Regions from separate parts of the Pan troglodytes genome. Here all the other regions are linked to region 3. The links are chromatin contacts, called in public Hi-C maps. All regions are on one chromosome and are shown on one strand. The core of a region is the stretch at or near the end of the contact, and the rest is flanking DNA. Distances in the headings are between cores, read along the strand shown. Region 1 overlaps LOC104001998 (a long non-coding RNA gene). Region 2 overlaps NPAS3 (neuronal PAS domain protein 3). Region 3 overlaps NPAS3 (neuronal PAS domain protein 3).

Region 1 (4,869 bases), core at 809-3,308, 420 kb after region 3:
ATATAATAGTCTAACAGCAAGCAATCACCCTACCTAACTCTTACCTAAACTCCTAAAATGTGAGGGGGCACATTTTTTTCATAGAAGAAAGGTCAGGGAGGAATTAATGAGGAAAAGCAATTGGTACCAATATGAGAAATTTCCCAAATTTGCAATTTTTTTTTTTTTTTTTTTTTGGAAACAGAGTCTCACTCTGTCCCCCAGGCTGGAGTGCAGTGGTGCGATCCTGGCTCATTGCAACCTTTGCCTCCTGGATTCCAGCAATTCTCGTGCTTCAGCCTCCTCAGTAGCTGGAACTACAGGCACGTGCCACCACACCCAGCTAATTTTTGTATTTTTAGTAGAGATGGGGTTTCACCACGTTGGCCAGGCTGGTCTCGAACTCCTGACCTAAAGCAAGCCACCCACCTCGGCCTCCCAAAGTGCTGAGATTACAGGTGTGAGCCATCGTGCCCAGCCTGAAACAATTCTTGTTCCTTATTATTAACACTGCCAGAAATATTTAAGCTATGAAAGGTATCTGAGACCATTTAGAGAAGTAATTCCTAAAAAATGCTCAAGCAATATCTTCAACAAGCTTTGTGACAACAGCAACAAAAAGACTGCAAAAAAGTAAATGACTTGCCCAAGATCATAGGGTTGTTAATGGCTGAAGCCAAGAGTGCAACCTGGGTTAAACTCCAAGTCTGTACCCTTTCCAGAAGGGGACAGAGCCTCCTGAGAAGTCCAAATCCAACCCATTCCTTCCAGATTAGTTTAGTCAGAAAAACAAACAACAGCAAACCCCAGGAAACGAGGTACAGTTGAAAGTCCAGTTCTATTGTTTATATTGAAAATTATGGTGACGCTACATTGTTTTGGTGTTTGGTAAATTGTATCACTCTAGTATTAGTGTTATAAAATAGCTCTTGCCTTTGGACATAATAACGTCTTTTTGAGGGCTTTATCCAAATGCATACAGGAAGCAAAATAAACAAAAGCAGTGTTATTTGTCCACTGCAAAAGGCAATTGTTATTAACTTTTAAGGCAAGTTGGATGATAGGCTATTTGCATATCCGAAACTTCTAATGCAGTAAGAAAAAAAAAATTAACCTCTGTATTAAGCACAGACTCAAGGTCTGAGAGACTTCCTTAATTAAATCAAACTGCTTTTCCACAGAAGCTTTAGGTAGAACCTACCTATGGGAAGCTTAAGGTAATTGATCCTGAAATTAAGCATTCTTTCAAAATCTGGGCACCGGACTTTTGGCGTACTCACAGAAACCAGAAGTGGTTTCCCCTGGCTGATCTTTGAGGGTGTCCCCTTTAAACTTGCCAGCCTCCTTCCGTGGAAGATAAAATCATGCAGGGGTATGGATTAGCTATCATGTCATTATAGCAGGCACAGCCGTCTGTTACAGGTAAATTGCTAGGCAATGTAATAACAATGCATTTTATTTACTGTGCAGGGTGCTTATCTACAGAAATGTTCCCGACAAACAAAGAAAGGCACAGCTAACCGCCTTCTCTTTAGAATACAGGCTGAAGCTATGCCAGCACCTTCAGAGAATAAAAATGCTAAATAATCTCTGTATAAACAGAGTCCCTAAAAACTCAATGCATTTCCTAACAGAAGCAGAAAAGGCAACTGGTGCCTGGGATGTCCACGAGGTCTTTCTCAGGCTCCTATCACTGCTGACTAAATCGCATCCCAATTTGGGGAGGAACCAACCAATGGTCAGTGTAAGTCCAGACTAAGAGCATTCATTGTTGTTAAATGATGATGATGATGAGGTTGATAAGGTTGACTACCATTTGTCACATGCTTGTCATCTGCCTTGCACTTTTCAACATTGTCTTTTTTTAATTCTCAAAACAAACCTATGTTAGTCCTGCTCTTAACCTCATTTAACAGATGAAGAGTTTCACAAGTAAGGAAACTGTCCACTCAGCTGTTAACTTGAAAATTCAAAAATAAGCCTGCCTCCCTCCAAAACTAGGGATATGAACCTCTGTGCTAGACCGTTCTCAAGAATCTGAGGAATTTGCCTGAGGCTGGACTTAGCATTCAGGACTCTTGCCCTCCCCTGCTATTGGTGCCTACCTTATGCACACATCCCACCCACTGAAGCATCCACTGGGCTCACACTTTGTGCCCCACAATGAGGGCCACCAATACAAAGGGCACTGTTTTACTAAAAACCTAGTAGATGCCTTTTAAACATACAGCCGTCCATGAATAGAATAAGTGAACTAATGAATGAAGGAATGAAGAAATCTAATTAAAGAGTCTAGGATGCAGCCTACAGAGACATGACTGGAATGTGATTGCTCTAAAAGAAAGCTGTGACTTAATCAATAGTATTAACATATCTGAAGAAAGAATGTGTCCACAGAAGGAAGGCGGTCTGCCCAGAGTTCAGAAAAATGGAGCACTATTGAATTTGGTGTTTATCCAATTGTGCCCAAGGGAGAGAGGGAGTACATATGGCATTGATAGAAAGATGTACCAGGATTGCTTAGTTCACTTCAATAGTCTTTGTAAACCTACTATGTGCCATGCTGTACAGTAGGCACTGTGAATGAACACACACAGACACACACACACACACACACACACACACACACAGTTCCTAACATGGAGAAACTTGCAGTGATAGTAGGAGAGACCAGCACATAAACAGTTCTTAAACGCTCAGTGCTACAACTGAGATATGTGAAAGGTGCTACTGAGTACAGAGGAGAAAACCTTAGTCCAAGGTCTGGGAAAACTTCCTGAAGTGACCCTTGAGCTGTGTTTCAACAAATAAGCAAGTGTCATCCAGGCCATAACAGACACAAAACAATTATAAGCAGAAGAACCAGCAGCTGTCCACATCACAGCATGTCAGGGATAAAAATAGTGCCTATTGCCTATTAGTCCAGAGACAGAAGATGGTGTATTTAAGTAGCCTGCAATTTATCCTTAGGGAAATAGGGAACCTTTGAAGGATGCTAGCTGGGGAATAACAAGATAAACTTGCATTTTAGAAAGATCATTCTGGCAGGAATATAAACAATGGAAGTGAATATAAAGAAAAGCCAAGAAGGCCTACAGACAAGTTTGAAGTTATTATCAAAGACCCTGGTGAGGCTCTGTCCTAGATCAAGGATAGCTAGGATAAGGAGAAGAGGGAAAAGTAAATATTTAGGAAGCGATGTTGACCGGTTGGATGGGAAGCTTGAAAGAGAGATGAGAAATCAAGAGTGATTCCAAGTTTCTGGCTTGGATGCGGTGTTAATGGTTGATTGGATGAGAAGGATGAAGAGATAAGGAATCTAAGATGATTCCAAGTTTCTGGCTTGGATGACCAAGTTGATGGTAATATCACGAACCAGGATAGAAAATATAAGAGGAGCAGCAAATTTGGATTTGGAAGCTGAAGAAAATGAGTCTTGTTCTGAACATGTTGAAGTGTCCATTGGACATCCAAGTGGAGCTGTCCATCCAGTGGGCTATTGTATACATAATTCTGCAACTCAGAAGAATCATCAGGGATAAATACTTGAGCCAGGTGCAGTGGCTCCTACCTGCCATCCCAACAACTCAGGAGGCTGGGGTGGGAGGATCACTTGAGGCCAGGAGTTTGAGACCAGCCTGTACAACACAGGGAGAGCCCATCACTACAAAAATAAAAATAAACTAGCTGGGTGTGATGGTGTGAGCCTGTAATCCCAACAACTCAGGAGGCTGAGGCAGGAGGATCACTTGAGCCCAGGAGTTTGAGGCTGCAGTGAGCTATGATTGTGCCATTGCACTCCGGCCTGAGTGACAGAGTGAGATTCCATCTCTAAAAATAAATAAATAAATAAATGTTTGAACATCGTGATCAAAGAGATAATAGTTAAAACCATGAGAGTAAACTATCACAAGGACAAAAAACCAAACACCGCATGTTCTCACTCATAGGTGGGAATTGAACAATGAGAACACGTGGCCACAGGAAGGGGAACATCACACTCCGGGGACTGTTGTGGGGTGGGGGGAGGGGGGAGGGATAGCATTTGGAGATATACCAAATGCTAAATGACGAGTTAATGGGTGCAGCACACCAACATGGCACATGTATACATATGTAACAAACCTGCACATTGTGCACATGTACCCTAAAACTTAAAGTATAATAATAATTAAATTAAATTAAATTAAAACCATGAGAGTAAAAGAAATTAGCCAAGAATGGATAGAAAGATGGATGGATCAATGGAAGGGAAGAAAAGAAATAAGCTAATTAAAATGAGATTATTCTATATTAGCTAGCTTTAATTTTTGGAAAGTTAGAAAACTTTGTTTTACTTTAAAAAGGATAAAGAAACTGAAGAAAGTGAAGGAGAATAAACTTCAAATAAACGTTTCTTTGCCAGTAAAGTTATTATTTCTTAAAAGAGCCTTCTAGGTTAAGAAAAAAAATATTAAAAAAATATAAAGTGGCTAGTCATTCAAAAAACAAAAAAACTTTCTGCTAAGAAAGATGAGGAAATTAGTACTCTCACACTCCCACCCATATTCCCTGATAAGGATTATAACATTAATTCTCTATTCTGTTACCATTTTCTACTTTTGTTTAGACTTAGTTCTTACATTTACATGAATTGAATGCCCACTACCAGTCTTTTACTGTGACTGTTTCATTCCTGAGTCCTTCATTTTGTCCTTTATTTTTACCTCTTGTGTGGCTTCATCTTGTCACTAACTTTTTTTCCAAGAAGTGTTTGTACACCCTGTAATTCTTGGGTCAATGCATAAGAATGTTTACCTGTTATCTTTATATTTGACCAACTCCTTGGCTGGATATAATATTTTTGAGTCACTCTTTTCCTCAGAAATTTGTAGACATTACTTCATTGAC
Region 2 (4,956 bases), core at 833-3,332, 430 kb before region 3:
ACTACCAGATTGTTGGAGAAAGGCCATTTCCTCCTTTCCCAGCTACAGAAGGAGAAATATCTGCCTAGGGATTCTCATTTCCCTCAATGGAAAAGAAAGGTGGGTAGGCAAAGTGAATCTTTAAAATGGAAACTTCGTACTAAGAGGTCCCTGTAATTTGTTGCTGACCAAATATACAAAAACATTTTCAAGACTTACTACAGTGATATTTGGTTGCTGTTTCACATTTAGAGGACTATGCCATTTTGGTATAGAAAATGATAAACATTTTCAAAAATCATATGAATACTATTTAATTCTCAAGAAGCTGAGAAGTGCATAGTGAACGCCCCCTTGACTAAACAGATCAATTAGACATTGTATGTTTTCCCCTTAGTTCTTTAATAGTTGAAGCAATATAAATACACTTCTTTAAGAAAAGCAGACATGGTTTCTTTTTCCCAAAAGCAGTTCATTTATAAGTATTAAAATTTGCACAGTCACCTCATCCCTAATTATTTTACCTAATGCAGTCAACCCATACTTAAATGGTGGAAGATATTTAAATATGTATTGCATCAAAAAATTGTGGATCATCGTAAGACTTCTTAAAATTTCAATTGCATTATTGGATTAAATATTCTTTTTTGTCTAAATTGGTGATATAACATGTTAGTAGGTCTGAGATATGAATTATGAAGATAGATTTTTTGTTTTTAAAAATCCCCTAAATAGGAATTTAAAAATAAACCCAAAGTGTACTACTCTTGAATACATGAGATTTTTTTTCTGGTATTTATTTGTTATCAGATATGTGATTAATCACGTGCCCAATTAACAATGCGTGTCCCTATTTCTCTTCTACAGTCATCATTTATCCTATATTTTAATACTAGAAACTAACCTTGATGAAAGTACACTGAAAAAGCACTGTTATTATTTGTTTTCATATATATATATATTTCATGTATGTGTTGTCATATATATGAAAACAATAACAGTGCGTCATATATGTATATATACATATTGCACGAAAACTTCACATACAGTGCTTTCAACAACAGAATTTCAGTTGTCGTGTTGCTATATGGGTTAAGCTGGTACCCAGTGCTATTTCAGTTTCTTCTCCAAACCTGAAAATCTCCCAGTGTCTAAGCCATGCACAGATACTGAGGCTTTTTGTATTGAAAGAATACAATTTGTGAAAACGGACCTCACAGAAGGCAGAGTGATGAGGGCCAGTTTCAGAATAAAGACACAGCCTATATTACATGCAAACTGAGAAATTTTAATTTTGATAGGGAAACAGATACACACACTCATACATACCTCATGAACTTCTGGGGCTCCTGAGAAAACTCTCCCTGGCTTCTTTGGCCCTACAGTGAGGAAGGCTAATTGAGATTCTTCAAGGGAATCCCTTTCCTTTTCTTCTATGTCATGGAAAGACTCATTAAGCATTCCATATTCCATTCTTTCTCAGCCCCTGGCTTTGCTTAGCCAAAGCCCAGGAAGTCAATGTCCAGGGATTCCATTAAGCACGCCCTTTAGTGCTCCCTTCCCCCAGGCTCAGTGTGGGAACAGATCCTTGCCCCTTAGATGGAGGATTCAGAGGGGAGCTATCAGGGGTTACTGGGCATGAAGCCTGCCTTTTTGCCAGGCGTTCCTGAGATACTACCTGCCGAACTTTAAGACTACATTTGCCCGTGATGCCGTACTGCCCTCCACCTTATTGGGGAGGATAAGGAAGTACCTCTGAAATGATCTTTCCTATCCACCAGTGACTGCCTTGGCCTAATAAAACAATCCATTAGAAACCCTGCCTCACAGTGTCACAGTCCTCTTCACTTCAGAATACCTTCTTCAAGTGATCCCTCCAATAGCAAGCCCCTCTGTGGCTCTCTGCCTGTGGTCCACCTTCCCATTGTGAACCATGCTGGCAAGGAGCTGGGGTTATGAAGGGAAAGAGCAGGGCACAAGGCAAGTAGGGCTCGTGACTCTTCCCCTTTCATTATGTGTGTCCACCGAGCTGTCCTGCTTCTGTTTTGTAACGGGTTCTTCCATGGCAAGCTGACCTTTCGGCTGAATAGGTCAAACTCCCACTGAGCGTTAATCCTCAGCCCTCCTCACGTGAGTGCCTCCCCTGAGGTGAGGAGCACTGGTTAGGAATATGGCTGGGAGGGCCTGGTGTATTCCCCAAAGAAGGGTTGCCTTTTACTGCACTGAATTAATTCTCAAAGACCACCGTGTGAGGTTATGCTGAAGGATCCAGATTAGAACTTTCCTGCTGACATTGTGGAGGGGCAAAACTAATTTTTCAGATACATGTTTTAGACTGTGGTTCCCCTGTGTATCTTCCCCTTTTTAATGAGGGAAAGGCCAAATGCACAGTCTTAGTGATTCATCGGATCATTTTGGATTTCTGAGACAATCAGAATTTTCCTAGATGATTTTTTAAAAAACCAATAAATCCTTCTCCCTGTATTTCTCTTCCATTTAAAGTCTCTTAAAACTCTAGGTGTTTTATTTTTAACCCTTGTAAAACATGAAATAGTAGAGTTGTGGTGTGTGTTGATAATTATATACTGGACCTACTTTTGTTTTAAATGTCATAAAACATTTTTTGGACTATTTATTAAGTTTTGTAACACTAGTTCCCTTATAGTAGCTAGAAATTTTCCACATCAAATAGGCATTTAGTCATGTTGAATTGAATTTTAAGTTGAATTCCTGTGGCTTGGGCTTTCTTTTTTATACTAGTTTGTATAAACTGTTCAACTCCTATAGCTCTTACGTCTCACTCTCAGTGAGCTGGTAACAGAATCTTCACAGACAAGTGGTTGCACATTCCATTTATTTAGCAATGCCCTCTGTGTGTGTGTGTGTGTGTGTGTGTTGTGTGTGTGTGTATAGGTTAATTTTGTTAGTGTTCTTTAAATTTCAGAAAATAGTCTTTTAGTTGAACAAACAAATAAATGAAATATGTCAGTAGATCAGATGAAACAGTGACCCGTTCGGCAATAAGAAGTATACAGTGTGTCTGGGCTACCAGATGGTTTTAGAAACTGTCAATTTCCAAAATACAGAAATCTGAGAGAGCTTCATAAACAATGTATTGCTTTGCTGAAGATGACAGATCCCATTGAGGAAATGCCCCTTTAGTTTTTTTAGATCATTATTGATACTCTATAAACATAATAAGATTAACACGGAGAAACAAAATACCTGTGTTTGCAGTATTCTTTAGTTATCAGATTATTGTCTCAGTTCTCAAAATGCCAAATGTGATAGGATAAGTGCAAGATAAGAAGTACATTTTTAACATCTATTCAGTTAGCATTAATGCTCAAGTTAAAGCTGGGCTCCTACCAGGGGCATAATGGGCTCCTGTTTAACATATTTATGTTGGTTGTAAAATTAGGAACTGTCATTGCAGCCCACATCACCTGCATAAGTGCAAAACATATAAATCAAGAGAAGTTCCAGTGACATAAAAATGCCATCGAATAGAATAGCATGAAACTACTTGCAAGATACTTGTATATTATGCTAGGGTGTATGGGGGTGCACACTCAGATTTCTAGGGGGTTTGGAGAGCAAAGAATAACTATACAGATAGAACTCATGGATGAAGACATTTCCTCAGAGCACAGCCTGAACCCTAGTGGAGAAACAGCAGGAAAAGAAAGGCCATCAGTAGCCAGACTTGAATAACCGCCCCACCCCCCACACCCCCACTGAAGACAACAGCCTCTATGCTTTCAGAAGGCATTTGAGCAGCTTTATGTTGTTACTGGAGCTTGCATCTTGGGCCTCCTAAGTCAGTGAACTTTTCTGTGATGTTTTAGGGTTCCTTATAACCTGGTGGCTATTACTCCCTTGCCCCCTCATAATCCAGTTCTTTGTAGAATGATTTCTGTTATCTAAAATTAGTCCTTTTTTCTTTTTTTTGGGGGGGGGAGGGGACGTGCAGTGATTTATTTTGAACTTTGTAATTGGAGTCCCTGAAGTGCCCCCCCAAATTATGAGCTATTAATAAGGAGCTTTCTGAATCCTAATTACTGTCTCAAAAACAGAGTGGACACTTGAGAAGTTTTTCAACTCCCCCGCTTCTCCCTCCCAAAAGCCACCCACCCCCATAATCTCAAAAAAAAAAAAAAAAAAAAAAAGGCTGCAGATTTTATTCATGTGGGATCATTCACACCAAGCTACCATAATGTGCAATTAACACTCTAGAAACTGAAAACAGTATTCAGCAAGACAGCTGCATTATCAAAAATGCCAAAGGAGTTTTGAAGGGAGTAATGTGCATGTTAGAATAGGAAATTAATCAGAAATGTGCACACCCACATACACACAGTAGTACTGTCTTAAGTATATCTGAATATTAAAATTGTAAAAACCCTATGTCTATATTTATAATAAAGATTAATCTCAGCATAGTAAACTGATTTTTCTGTTTTAAGATTTTTAGTTGTGTGTTTTGCTTCTGAAGCAAATGAGGAGGCTGGAGTAGAGATCTCTAAGATCCCTTCCAGCTGGAATATTCTTTTGATAATGATCACTCTTCAATTATATTTTATAAATTTTTCCATTGAAAAAAATGCCTCTGTTATTTTTCTCTTGTCAGTAATAATGATACTTAACACACACGCATTTTCACAGTGCCTTGCAGACATTGCAGATACAAACTCACATTTGCAGGGGTAAACTCCCTACTTTGCATAGCGCAATAATCACAAGTGCATTTATATTATAATCCCTACTAAGCTGTGGAGCCAACTCACCAACTTAGTAATGAAATGCAACAGAATTACCCCAGCGGCATTTCACTGGAATTTTCTTGTCAACTAGCTGAAAGTGTTTCTAGAAGTAAAAAAGTAGGGGATTTTGATTTTATTTTCAATTAGTAGTAGCTGGGCTTGAGAGAGCAGAGGTTTGTAATAAAATTTTCAAAAAAAGCAGGAAGATATGGGG
Region 3 (4,855 bases), core at 1,325-3,824:
AACTTATTCAAATATTCTCTCCTTTCTCACTGCTTAAACCTAAAACTTGACAATAAAAAACAACAGCCACTGGATTGAAGAGAATCAAAAAAGTTTTTTCTGTGTTTTTCAAGTTCTCTAATTTATTACACACTAAAAATCTCTTTCAAACTGGCACCAAGGTGGCTTTTCTTCTTGAGCTGATTAGGACCACATGAGTTCAGGAAAAGCTGTCAGATCCTGCCTCTGGCGCAGCTGGAATGATCCAACTGATTTGCCAGTAGGACTTTTTTTTTTTTTTTTTTTTTCAAGGAAAGAAGCTTCATCCCAAAGTCATAAATTTATATTCTGGAGGCCCAAGCAAAAGGTATTTCTTTTTCATTTTTTAAAGAAGCTAAATTCCATTATGATTTCTTTTTTCGAGCCAGAGTCTCGCTTTGTCACCCAGGCTGGAGTTCAGTGGTGCAATCTCAGCTCACCGCAACCTCCGCCTCCTAGGCTCAAGCGATTTTTGTGCCTCAGCCTCCCTCACAGCTGGGATTACGAGTGCACACCACCACACCTGGCTCATTTTTGGATTTTTAGTAGAGGCAGGGTCTCACCATGTGGGCCAGGCTAGTCTCGAACTCCCGGCCTCAAGTGATCCATCCACCTTGGCCTCCCAAACATTATGATTTCTTTTACAAGATCTGTTGCAAACCAAAAGCAACTCGGGTGATATTTTGGTAAACATGTTGTCCTAACTCTGCACCGTATCTGTAGTTATCCAGATTCCCACTGGCGCTTGGGGGTCTCATTCAGAAAACACCAATCCCTAGGAAAGACCAAGTGAGATTGCCTACCCTTTAGGAATTCTGCCTGTCAGACTGGCCCAGGGTAAAACCACAGGTCAGTCAAACTCGTCCTCTTCAGCCGCCCACGGTGGGCTCCCGAACCTGCTTTGTGGTATTCACCACAGGAAGTCAAGGGCTATCACGTGGCTCCCCGACTCCCCAAGGAAGCCTTGAGCCATTCCCTTCCCCTTCAGTCTTTTTACAGATACCTCCTCACATCAGAAGTCACCCGTCCTGCCTCTCTCATATTTAGCTCTCCTCTCTTGCTAGCTGACCCTTGGCCTGGGTGATAAAGAAAGCTGTATTATTATATTCATGGGCCCTAACAAATGAGTGCTGGATTTATCTTCTCAGGAAACACAGATCCATTTAGGTAGACCCAGAGTCATCCTACTGTAATTCAAAAAGATGACACCATACGGTCCCTTAGCAAAGAAGCCTTTCAGCCCCCTTCGCTACACATACGTGCAGACCACTGGGGAGGCCAAACGTTTGGCTGGATATCCATTTCCAAATTGGGATTTTATTAAGAGAAAGTATTATCAGGAAGGAGGGGGTGATCTTTACATTGATTCTGCAGATTCTAATTTGATATTATAACTCCTTTATCCCTTTGCCCCTTTTGTATACTTTGTAAAATGGAGATAATTCTTTTTAAAATTTTGCCTGCTTTTGGTCAAATTCTAGTCTAGAACTCCCAGGCAGGCTGTGCTGATCTGGCCTGCCATCTCAATGTATTCTCCATGTGATTCTAAAAAAGGGGCTTCTTAGTCTCTTTGCCTTTGTTAAACATACTAGAACCATTTGGAATTATTCCTCATTCCAGACACAAAGCAGACAGAATTATACCCCCAACCACTGATTGGGGTGCTGTAAGTTTTCTCTGTGAAAATAGTGGACAGAATTATATAACCCATCGTTCCTCTATTAATAGTTAACCAGGTTGAGAGGATTTGAATAAAAGCACATCTTGTTGCATGCAACAATGGTTTGACAGAAGAGCTGTATGGCAGAGTTAGTATTTTACTGCTTTCAGCTTCACCACGCAGTTTTGTAGCCTGGGAAGCCATGCATGCAGAATGGCAGAACTTACAATTGCCTACAAAAGGAGAGTACAATGCAACCTGTGGAGCCACGCCACCAAGAGAAGGTGACAGTTCCGGGCCTTCAAAACACCCTAAACTGGTGAGGAGTTTCAGAATGAAACTTGTTATGATTTGAAACACTCATCAAAGTGAGGCTTTTTCAAGTAACAGTTAAGACATAATTACCAAATTTTACAACGGTCCCGTTAGTGTGCTGTGAGAAAAAAAAAGGAGAATGGAAGAAAACCTTCAAAGTTTATATGTTTATGGATGTAATAGTTGGATGTGGCACTTTCAGAGCCAGGAAGAGTGGCTCAGGACAAGATGAGAAGAGCTTCCACAGCCTTAAACACAGCTCTTTTCCAAAGTGACTTCCCTTCACACCCATCCACCCGCCTCCAAAAAAAAAAAAAAAAAAAAATCTAAATGTACTTCATGAAACTATTGTATATGAAGCACTTATTAGCCGTAATTAAATGGACAATATGAATTTACTACGTCTTTAGGACTCTGGCTTGTTCTGGTTTAGAGCAAGATGATTAATGCAAATACATATTACTTGAGATAACCATTTAGCAGCTAATTTAGCCAAATTTATTACAGCAGTTAGAGGTTTTTCATTTTAGCAGACGGAGACAAGGACATGCCAAAAGTGGGCGACGTAGATGAGTGCACACTGCCCTCTAGTGGCCAGCCAGCCGGTGAGCTTTCGCGGGGCGCCGAGTTGCTGCGATCCGCAGCCAAGTAATAACAGCAGGTTTTCCACATTTCCGGCACCCTTTTAAACCATTCCCATCCACAGCACTTTATTTCAGGGGATGATTTACTGTGCTTTCCCCTTTTACTAGCTCAGGAGTACCCAGATACAAATCAAATCAATTTCAGCTTGGCGAGATTTTGGTTCAAGTATCATTTTTAACATCTGCATTTTAAAGCTCTCTTTCAGTGGGTATTTAATGGCACCGCTTCACATTACTGATTGTTTTTACTTGTTCCTTCATTTGGGGCCATATTTCAGAGTCTGTGTGGAGCTGTCACTCTGTTTGGCTCCAGCCAAGTCAATTCTGTGCCTCCCTCAGGCCAGTGTTTCTCTCTGACTCCACTGGGGAATTTATTTTGTTCCAACATTCAGCGAAGTCTCACCAGAATCTCCCCCGACTGACCAGTGTAAATTTAGTTCATCCGAGGACTATAAATTCTGTTAGACAAGATCAAAAGGAACAGACATTTAAGGACGCGGGTTGAGATTGCTCACACGGAGGAGAAATGATCAAAGACGAGGGGTAAAGCATCTTTGGAACCATTCAAATATCCAGAATCTCAAAGAGGCCTACCTCAAAGCTATGAATAAATCACATACAAATTTGCCTTTCTTACCATCTGATGTCAAATCCATTGACAATATCCACACCGCATTAGGTGTTCTGTGAGCCAAAAAGATTTGTAGTCCTTTTATTCTTTTCACACCATGGCTGCCCAAAACGGAATAACGTCTTGCTACAAATGCCAGTAACCCTGGCTCCAGAGCTGCCGCTCCACTGAATTGATTTCATTTGTCCTACTAATGGCATTCTATATTAAGCATCCAGAGGGTCACCCTGGCTTGCTGTAGGTCCTCCCATTTTTAGGCTTAAGGTTTTGCAGAGATAAAAAAAAAAAATTATTTGATCCCAGTCTTAATACAATGCCTCTGTTTTGTTTTTTTTCCCCAGTGCTGAATAAGGGTCAGTGTGTGACAAAGTACTATCGCTGGATGCAGAAGAACGGAGGATATATTTGGATACAGTCCAGTGCCACCATAGCTATTAATGCCAAGAACGCAAATGAAAAGAATATCATCTGGGTGAATTACCTTCTTAGGTATATTTTCTACTTCTTTTCTATTTCTGTCCTAGTTATAAAATATGCAGCACTATGGTTAATAGCCGACATGTTGTGAATATTATCTTTTGACAGTACCTGGTGTGGAATTTCATGGCAATTCTGCTGTTCTTTCCACAAGATTCAAATAAATGTGAGAAGATCAAACTATGTTGGAAGGGACTTGCAGGAAAGATTTCAAGATTTCCAATCATTCTTGGTCTGTCAACATTTGGGCATCTCTGCAGAAGTTGCTTTGGTTTTCCCACAAATGCTTAGGCCAGAATAATATAGACTTCAGCCTACAGCTGAAGCATTCAAAAGGCATCTCCTCTTCCCCAGCACACACACTCACACACTCCAGTTCTTGTGGAAATGAAGTAAAACAGAGTGGGAGAAAAGCGACAGGGAACATTATATTCCTCTTATATTTCTTCCCTTTGATGCCCTTAGCATATTACATAGGGTTTGACTTCCTGGGCATTAAAGTTTTGGTAAACAAGGTGAGTTGCTTTGCTGGAATCAAACAATAGCGGTGTATTGTTTGAAGGCAATTTTTTTTTTTTTTTTTTTTTTTTTGGCCCACTGCTTTGTGATCTTTGGCAAGCTTTACTGCTCTTAAAATGTGTCCTTAACAGTCTATCTTCAAGTAAGCCCAAGCTCAACTGCTTCCTAAATTCCGGTGTGAGACACCATTTCTCTCCCCTTCCCAGTCTACATTCTTCCTTTGGATTCAAACTAGCAGAAAAGTAACCAAGACCCACAGATTGGGCCATCTTGAGTTTGGGGGCAGGCTTTCTGGGAAGTTCTCCACCAATCCTGGTGTGAAACTATCACAGCACTTGGCCTGGCTCACTCCCACCCCCATCATTCTGGTCTTTGGCTTCTCCTGGCCTAAAGCCACCAAGCAGAGCCCACACATGGTCTGAGTAGGAAAATTTCCAATAGGTCTTGTGAATGGAAGTTGGTGCCCTTTGGCTGATAATTTAGACAGGGAGTACCTGAATCCCATTTTTCTTTGAGACAGCCAAATGGAGCTGGGAAGCTAACAACCATGGCTCATCAGCACACTGGCCCTTCAGAGTGTGTTCACATACT

What was found. A called contact is a pair of places that touch in the nucleus more often than the background predicts.
Region 1: a Hi-C map of stem cell-derived neural progenitor cells shows a contact between it and region 3, with 4 times the contacts expected there. The contact joins two enhancer-like sites. A contact is called at or near these places in 1 of 7 Hi-C or Micro-C datasets (stem cell-derived neural progenitor cells) and 1 of 1 other capture datasets (stem cell-derived neural stem cells).
Region 2: a contact with region 3 is called in a Hi-C map of stem cell-derived neural progenitor cells, with 2.9 times the contacts expected there. The contact joins two enhancer-like sites. A contact is called at or near these places in 1 of 7 Hi-C or Micro-C datasets (stem cell-derived neural progenitor cells) and 1 of 1 other capture datasets (stem cell-derived neural stem cells).

What each region holds. Positions count from the first base shown.
Region 1 is chr15:32,451,298-32,456,166 of NHGRI_mPanTro3-v2.0_pri, forward strand. The region is part of intron 1 of LOC104001998 (a long non-coding RNA gene); the gene reads right to left. Among named protein-coding and RNA genes, the nearest start is that of SPTSSA, 240 kb to the right of the region's middle. Within about 2 kb of position 2,059, at least 2 of the 24 cell types and tissues checked have an H3K27ac peak or open chromatin away from gene starts, as enhancers often do. A contact at or near this core is called in stem cell-derived neural progenitor cells, where this site is marked.
Region 2 is chr15:31,600,534-31,605,489 of NHGRI_mPanTro3-v2.0_pri, forward strand. All of the region lies in intron 3 of NPAS3 (neuronal PAS domain protein 3), which reads left to right. Among named protein-coding and RNA genes, the nearest start is that of NPAS3, 430 kb to the left of the region's middle. Within about 2 kb of position 2,083, at least 7 of the 24 cell types and tissues checked have an H3K27ac peak or open chromatin away from gene starts, as enhancers often do. A contact at or near this core is called in stem cell-derived neural progenitor cells, where this site is marked.
Region 3 is chr15:32,028,872-32,033,726 of NHGRI_mPanTro3-v2.0_pri, forward strand. NPAS3 (neuronal PAS domain protein 3) reads left to right here. Exons shown (of 12, transcript XM_054666466.2): 10 at 3,610-3,757. Among named protein-coding and RNA genes, the nearest start is that of EGLN3, 160 kb to the right of the region's middle. Within about 2 kb of position 2,575, at least 6 of the 24 cell types and tissues checked have an H3K27ac peak or open chromatin away from gene starts, as enhancers often do. A contact at or near this core is called in stem cell-derived neural progenitor cells, where this site is marked.